3 separate regions of the Mus musculus genome follow, and all the other regions are linked to region 3. Evidence: chromatin contacts called from public promoter capture Hi-C data. All regions are on one chromosome and are shown on one strand. The core of a region is the stretch at or near the end of the contact, and the rest is flanking DNA. Distances in the headings are between cores, read along the strand shown.

Region 1 (2,700 bases), core at 3-2,502, 1.6 Mb after region 3:
ACTGACTCGCCTTCTCAGCCCTCATTAATTGCCTGTAGCACTTCATCTGGAGAGGTCTTGTGGGATTTCCCGATACCAAGCTTGATTGTCAGCTAATGTTAGTGCTCAGGTGTAGCCTCGTGTAGGCTACTATGTTATTGAGATCACATGGTGCAGTTTTCCTGCATATAGAAGACACAATCTGGAGGGAATTTAGTAGGAAGAGTGGGGGTAGTGAGTAAATATGATCAAAATACATTGTAAAAAATGATCAAAGGAATAAAATATTAACATTAAAAAGAAATGGTAATAAACATATGGGAGAAAATGACACTCTTAAGGATGGATATGACCAGTGAAGGAAAAGGATGGATTCCTGGGACGGGAACTTCTGGATAGGGGGAAGTTAGCTCTTGGGCAGGGGCAGTTACTGCATGGAGTTACAACTTAAGGCAAAGCAATGAAGAGAGGCTGCCCCATTTAGATTCAGAGCAAGCCCATTGCTGTGGGGAGCAGCAGAGGAAACCTGGGATCCACACTTTGAAGGTAACCAGAAAGTCCTGCCTGCAGGACCTAACTCGAGGAGCTGGAGGCTGTTGTGGGGGGAGGGAACCTGGACAGGTTTTGTAGTGACTTGGCCCAGGTTCTGATTTCATGAAAGGAATGGAAGACCTCAGACTGTTTGGTAGCTTGCAGGTGGTCTTTAGATTTCTACCCTTGTACTTCAGCTGCTGGGAACTTCATTTTCTCCTCTTTTACAACTGAATAAATAAAATTAGTTTCCTCAGACACAAGACAAGTTAGTCGTGGTATTGTATGTGGATGGGCAAAAGGACTAAAATATTGACCTCGGTGGAAGAGAGGGACTTTGAGATCTAGATTAACCCTTGGTGCTGGAGATCCCTGTAAAGTTCCACATAAGTCAAGCTTCCAGAACCCCAGCAAACAATGAACACATAGTATGCATCCTTCAATCTCAGGAAAGGAAACTGGCCACAAGGTGTACAGCTCAAAGTGACCTTTCACCTGTCACCACGTTTATGCAAGTTCAGAATTCTGGTGCTCAAGTTGAGGGGATGAACGGTCCTAGGAGTATAGAAGGCTCAGAGAAGACAGTGTAGGTGCACAACGAAAGCAAGTCAGAGTGGCTTGATTTCGATAACTCAAGGAGTTAACACATCCAAAACCAACGCAGGGGTGGGGAGGAAAGCCACACCCCAAGGGAGCTGGAGCCAACTCAGAGGAGAAAAATCCTATTGGCATCCAGGAGGCAGGGAGCCAGCCCCTGGGCGCGGCCTGCAGGGGGCAGGCGATCGCCTGGGGAAGCGGGGGCAGAACGAGCCCCAAGAGCCAGCAGCTCCCGCTCCGCAGCCGCAGGAACCGCTCTGCGCCCGCCCGGTGCGCCCTCCTTGGCCAGTGAACTCGCGCTGCCCTGCTGCAGCCATGTGTGCGGCTCGGACGCCGCCGCTGGCGCTCGTCTTCCGAGGGACTTTCGTCCACTCCACCTGGACCTGCCCCATGGAGGTGCTTCGCGATCACCTCCTCGGCGTGAGCGACAGCGGCAAAGTGAGTGGGCACCGGGTCCCGCGCACCGCGGACAGGTGGAGGGACCCTGGCGAGGCACTGCGCGTTCAGGGTTCGCTCCTGTAGAGCGAGCACGGTGGCTCCAGAGTTGAACTTTAGCGTTTGGCTTCTAGAGAAGGCAGACTGACTGATCACTAGGTTTGTAACCTGGCTAGGGCGGAATGACATCCCAGAAGCCTGGAACAGTACTCGCACCGCACTGTAGGCATCCCTAGAAAAGGTGGTTGAATTTCTTGAGACAGAGCTGACCAGGGTGGCGTGGGGATCAGTTGATTAGTGTTGTCTGCTGAATTTATCAGGTAGAATAAGCAAAAACATCTGGTCTCATTCGCAGGCTCTTTCATCAAACAATGCATTAACACTACATGTTACACAAGTTTAATCTTGGAAGGGACAGAACTGGAAAATCTGTCTCTGTCTCTGTCTTCTCTGTCTCTCTGTCTCTCTCTCTCTCTCTCTCTCTCTCTCTCTCTCTCTCACACACACACACACACACACACACACAACACAGCCATTTGAATCAAAACAAACGGTTTCATTTTAAGGTTCAAAATGCCTTCTATGATTATAGCTTTTATACCCTCCCCCTACAATTAGATTTCCACAAGTGTCCTTTGATACCTGGCACTTCTTTGTCCACCCAGATGGTGACAGTGTACATTAGTAACATCCTGGCCAGTTTGATAAGTGAAGTCATTTCATTTTGGGGGCAGAATGGGATTTTTAATTGTTTCTCAAAGTATACCAGTCTGTGGTCTGCCAAGTTGAAGATGCTGTCATTGACCATGCTGAATTATGACTTAGATTTGGGAGTAACCAAACCTGATATTCTTAAAGATTTTTAAAAATGTGTGTGTGTGTGTACATACTCAAAGTAGCATGTGTGGTCAGAGAGCAACGTGTTCTCTTTGTTGGTTCTCTCCTTAATCCCCATGGATTCCAGGAACTGAATCCAGGTCCTCAGGCTTGGTGACAAGCACCTTGGTGACAAGTACTTTTTACATGCTGAGCCACCACACAGGCTCCCAATCTTGTTTTCTTGTGGGACTTGATTTTTTTTTTTTTTTGCTGTTGTTGTTGTTGGTACATTGGGAAGCAGGATGTTGCGTTTCCAAGGTGATAACATTCTCAGAGCTC
Region 2 (2,829 bases), core at 10-2,509, 1.8 Mb after region 3:
TTTAGAACAACTAAAAGAAATCCCTTATTTTGGGGCGAGACACTTCAAAAACAAACTTGAAATGTAAAAGTGAAATATTTTCAGCAGTTGAATAATGAAATCTCACCTAAAAAAATCAAAATAAGATAAAATTAATTACTATCTTACTATTCCCTTGATTACTAAATACCGATTTTAAGAAAGGAGGCTCTGACCTATATATTATTTTCTTCTAATTATCTCAGGTAATATTCTTAGGCAGCTCCAATCGACAGTTAGCTTATAATACCTTCCCTCAGAATACAACTACACGGAGTGCACGGAAAGCAAGCAAAATGTCAACTTCACAAATGTTCACGTAGGAAAGAAACAAAGGGAGAGGCGCTCGACTTGCTTCCATGCAAAGGATTTTGAGGGAGAAGCTTAACCGCATTGGAAAAAACTAAAAACCCTCCGGGAGAAGAGCCGTCAGTCCCGGTTCCAGCGATTTCGACCGAGTTCGGGACCCAGAGGCCCCCCACCCCCCTCGCAGCGCAGGCCGCGCTCCGGGAAGCCCGGTAGGGCCTGCTCCAAAAACCACTGAGTCATGCACTCGACGGTCCCTCGCCGGAACAACTCGGCTGTGCAGGGAGCCAGGCGCGGCAGTAGCCGCCTCTGCCATTGTCTATCCTGTCGGTCGGTCGGCCGGCCGGCACCCGGCGCCGCGGCACGCCGGGCATTGTCCCGTCCAGCCCGCTGGCCCGGCCGGGCCCGTCTTTGTGCTCGCCGATCGGGCGTGCTCCCGCCCCCGCGCCGTCCCGGCTCGCGCCACTTACCCTGCGGGGGCCCGGATGCACTAGCGAGCTGGCGCGCGACGCCGGGCGGTGGGCCGGGCTGAGGCCTCCGGGAAGGGCTGGCTAGCGGCCGCCGCGGGCCGGAGCGGAGCGGAGCGCAGGCGGAGCTGCGCTGGCGCCGCGGAGGCCTCCTTTGTTCGTGCAGAAGCGCCGAGGCGGCCGAGCCCCGCCGCAGCTCGGGTGGGAGGGCGGCGGGGGAGGAGAAGAACCGCAGGCCGCGGGGCTAGCGCCGCTCCAGGCGCCCGGCCGCCGGCACCTCACGCCTCCACAGCGACGTCCCGGCCGAGTGAGGAGGCGCGCGGAGAGGCCTGAGCGCCGACGGGGCCCGAGGACTGCGCTCTTCGGGCTTCCGCGTTCGCCAGAGACTCTGCGCGACTCCGGGCAGCGAGCGGACGCCTGACCAGATGCACACCGCTCAGCGATCCCGACGACTGACGCTCTGGCTCTGACCGGCGCTCGGGATCTGAGGGAAAGGGCGGCGGGGGCGGGGCCTGTGCGTCAGCGAAAACCCGGTCGGCACGCCCGCGGCGCGATGACGTCGCGGGACGAGGCCCCGCCCCTGACCTGCAGGCACTAGCCGGGGGCGGGGCCGCACTTGGGGGCGGGGCGAGTCCGGAGGCTGCGGTCACCGTCGCCCAGTCACCCTCCGGCCCGCGGGGCCCTGGGTGGAGCTGCTGCGGCGGGTCCACGGAGGCAGCGCTTCTATTTTTAACCCTATTGTCCGCCCTCAGCCACCCACACCAGCCCAGTTTCTCACGCTTCGTCCCCAGCTCCGCCGGGGTCCCCTCCCCGCGGGACGGGAAGGCACGGCCCGGAGGAGGCTGGCAGGGTTCCGGGTGTCGCCGCAGCTCCGCCTGCCACCGCCCAAGGTCGCGGTGCGCTGCCAGCTCTGAGCTAGGACCGCCCACCAGCCCCAGCCCCGCGCCGCCGTTCTGAACTGTTAAGCCAGCCTATAGAAACCCCTGGAAATTTACTATTCCAGTGAAGCACGGAGAACCCTGACAAGCCTGATGAGATGGAGCAAGAGGGACAAACAAGCCGGACCCCAGGCAAGGGCAAGGTGCTGGGTACCTGCCCAGAGCACGAACAGAAGAAGCTTTCTGCTGGTCTCTCCGTGGGTTCTGGTCACAAAATGTCTCTGCCGAAATCCATAAGGGCTACTACCTTAGCTACAAATATGCACTTAGGGTCCTTCACTTCGGGTATTTAAGAACCGTAGGCCTTGAAGGGCTACCTTAACGGCATTTATGCACTTAGGGTCCTTCATTTCGGGTATTTAAAAACCCTAGGCCTATCTCTAAGGTACCCTAGGGTTGGCCTTGACTGGGACACACGAACCTCATTTCTAGATTTTGTATTTGTGATATTGTGGAAGTAGTGTGGGGGAGGGGTGCTGCCCTGATGCTCCAAATCTAACTGCTCCCTGCACAGCAAGTGGACTAACCGGTACATAATACATTTTAAAAACCTATTTCGGGGTTATATTGCTATGGTCAAGTAATGTATTTCAGACTTAGTTTGGGTCATTTGTCCTAGGATCTTTGGGATTTATTTCTGTAAACTAGTAAATAATAAAACTAACTGCTACCATTTACCAGCCATTTCAGTGTCATCTATTTTTCATTTAGGGTCTCCTTATTTATCACAGCAGTTTACTGAGAAAAATGCCCTCCCTGTCCATTTGTCAGGGTAAGGCAGTCATGATGAAGGATGCTCTTGCCTGAAGCGCTAGAGACTAATGGAAACCGTAATTATGAGGATAAAAATAACTTCAGAGATTTTTTTTAAATAGAGCATACCTTATTGTCTGTCTCTTTTTATTCTTCCATTTTAAAAAGAAGAGCTTTATAATTTATCTTGTCCAATTTAAACAACAAAGTCATTTTAAAATCAAGCTGTTGATGCTAACAAAACTTATCAATAGTGTAAGTTAAAATTGACAAGTAATACAAATCCGAGTAATTTAAAATCAGTATATTGTCTACATGTATTAATGCATTTATGGTGACCACATGGT
Region 3 (2,700 bases), core at 13-2,512:
AATGTTTTGTCACAGCAACAGAAAAAAATAAAAAATAAAACGGGGTACAGAAAACGGAGAAGCAAGAGTATGGTTAACACTGTGGATGCCTGACCGTATGGCTCATGGCTGATGGTGGATGAACTTGGAGTTGCAGGTGAATGAAGACCCAGAACACTGTAAGAAAAACATAATGGAACATTTTGGGTTGGGCATCTGGAATACAAAACTGCCAGTGGAGATGCAGACAAGAGATTTCAGAAGGACAGAGCAAGGACTCTACTAGAAACCGGACTAAAAGCCATTCACGTTACATTCTGGCCAAGAATCTGTCTGTAGGGCTGGAGAGATGGCTCAGCAGTTAAGAGCACTGGCTCTTCTTCCAGAGGTCCTGAGTTCAATTCCCAGTAACCCCTTGGTGGCTCAAAGACATCTGTAATAGGATCAGATGCCCTCCTCTGGTGTGTTCGAGGAGAACCACAATGTACATAGAATAGATAGAGAGAGAGAAAGTGAGAGAGAGAGAGAGAGAAAGGAAGAAAGAAAAGACTGTGTCTGCATCCTTCCATGTCCTAGAACCTGATTGAGGCTAATTCAAAAACAAAAACAAACAAACAAACAAAACTAAGTCATTTGAAGGAAATCTTAAGACCAGTAATGGAATGTCACGACTGTGACTCACATACAGATCCAGGTTTATTGAGAGAGCAGTAAATGAAGAAAGAACAAATAAATGTCCTGCAACGTAAGGGTGAGTTTAACGTTAAGAACAAGGCAGATGGGGCTGGTGAGATGGCTCAGTGGGTAAGAGCATCCGACTGCTCTTCTGAAGGTCTGGAGTTCAAATCCCAGCAACCACATGGTGGCTCACAACCATCTGTAATGAGATCTGATACCCTCTTCTGGAGTGTCTGAAGATAGCTACAGTGTACTTAGATATAATAAATAAATCTTAAAAAAAAAAAAAAAAAAGAACAAGGCAGATGCAGAGAAAGTGTCTGTGATGGTTAAAGAGATAAGTGCCATTAAATAGAAGAGACACTCTGGGACTCTAGGAAGCAGGCCTTGAGGGTAAGGGCCCACCCACGGGGAGCCGCTAAGTGTAATGCAGATTCATTTGAAAGGAGTGTTCCTGGAAAGATAGAGCTTTAGCAAAGCCTCCTGGAATGTAGCTGCTTAGGGGGATGGTTTCTCTGGTTAATTCTTGAATGGATACCCCCCCAGGCCCAACAGCTGTGACCCACGTGACCCAGGTTACAGCTCAAACTGAGGGCAGAACTTTGATTCATCCAAGTGTTGTTGATTCTTCAAGAACACAGGATTCAAGAATGAGGGGCGCATGGAGGCTTGCCGAAGGAGGCTTGCATGGAAAGCTGCCAAAGCCAGGCAATGTATGGCTGGGTTGGATTCCCTACATCGAGGCCCTGAAAGGTTAGTGCTTAAAACTATAAAGATGAAGTCTAAGATACAGGGGAGACCCCAGGCTGTTGGAGATGTCAGAAACATGGGGCATTTGCTGAAAACTGCAGCTACGGAGGGAACAGGCTCCGAAGAGAGGCTTCAGAGCTTGAGTGGGGGGCCACAATGGCTGTTAGAGTCTCTATGATGCCCCTGAGAATTTTGATGCGGGATGCACATGGAGCTACATAATTTGAATGGCTCTGTTTCCTTGGCCACTCTAATGGAAAACCCTCTTGGCTGGTCGGCTTTATCTCCTGCAGCCACTAGCCTCCTTCTTTTACCCCATTCCACCCCCTCCTAGTTCTCCTGTGTCTGCTACTTTGCCTGCGGGGACCCGGAAGTCCCGCCTATTTCACCCAGCTCACTGGCCGCTAGCATCTTTATTGATGGATCAACAACCAATTGGAGAACAGGACCTTAGCATCAGCACCATCCCTACATAAGTATGTATGTATTTTTGAGACAGGGTCTCATTATGTAGCCCTGGAACCTGTTTTGTAGACCAGACTGGCCTCAAACTCATCTCTCAAGTGATTCGCCTGCCTCTGTAATGGGATTAAAGGCATGTGTGATCACTGCTGGTTCAAAGGTGAACTTGTGCTGGTTAATTTTTGTCCACTTGATTGGATTTAGTCGTACATAGCGCATTAGTGAGGCACATATTTAGTTTTTTCTATGGGGGTCATTTTCAAAGACAACTAACCTAGGAGGGGAGGCCCTCCCTTAAGTGGGTGGCATCATCTCATGGGTAGAGGCTCAGAAGGAATGAAAAGAGAAAGGAGGAAAGAGAGATAAGCCTTCATTGCTCCCAGATTCCTGACTCACACTAGTGTGAGCAACCAGTCTCATGTACCCTCTCATACTATAGGGAACAAAAATTACTTCCGCCAACCATCAGTGAACATCGAGACCTGGGTGTGACTTAGTGAGATCTGGTCACGTGACATGTCTCATAAAGCTTCGATCAAGGTGTAGTCTGAAGATATCATTAACTGGAGGCTCAAACTGGAGGCTCAAACTGGGAGACTGTGGACTTCAGATTTCACCCACGTGACCAGTGGCAGGCCTCAAATGTGCTTCTTCTTCTTCTTCTTCTTCTTCTTCTTCTTTTTTTTTTTTTTTTTTTTTTTTTTTGGTTTTTTGAGACAGGGTTTTTCGAGACAGGGTTTTTCTGTATAGCCCTGGCTGTCCTGGAACTCACTTTGTAGGCCAGGCTGGCCTCGAACTCAGAAATCCACCTGCCTCTGCCTCCCGAGTGCT

The links. Promoter capture Hi-C pulls out the DNA fragments that hold promoters and counts their contacts.
Region 1: a contact with region 3 is called in a promoter capture Hi-C map of pre-B cells, with 2.9 times the contacts expected there. A contact is called at or near these places in 3 of 39 promoter capture datasets (liver and pre-B cells).
Region 2: a promoter capture Hi-C map of liver shows a contact between it and region 3, with 2.5 times the contacts expected there.

Annotation. Positions count from the first base shown.
Region 1 is chr19:21,471,213-21,473,912 of GRCm38.p6, reverse strand. Gda (guanine deaminase) reads left to right here and starts at 1,252. Exons shown (of 14, transcript NM_010266.2): 1 at 1,252-1,545. The coding sequence starts at 1,423.
Region 2 is chr19:21,270,708-21,273,536 of GRCm38.p6, reverse strand. It overlaps Zfand5 (zinc finger, AN1-type domain 5), which reads right to left and starts at 1,259. Exons shown (of 6, transcript NM_009551.5): 1 at 795-1,259. It overlaps LOC115489044 (atherin-like), which reads right to left and starts at 2,079. Exons shown (of 2, transcript XM_030251153.1): 1 at 2,047-2,079; 2 at 795-1,762. The coding sequence starts at 2,079. The coding sequence ends at 1,070.
Region 3 is chr19:23,074,467-23,077,166 of GRCm38.p6, reverse strand. It overlaps C330002G04Rik (a long non-coding RNA gene), which reads left to right and starts at 1,262. Exons shown (of 8, transcript XR_001782629.2): 1 at 1,262-1,410.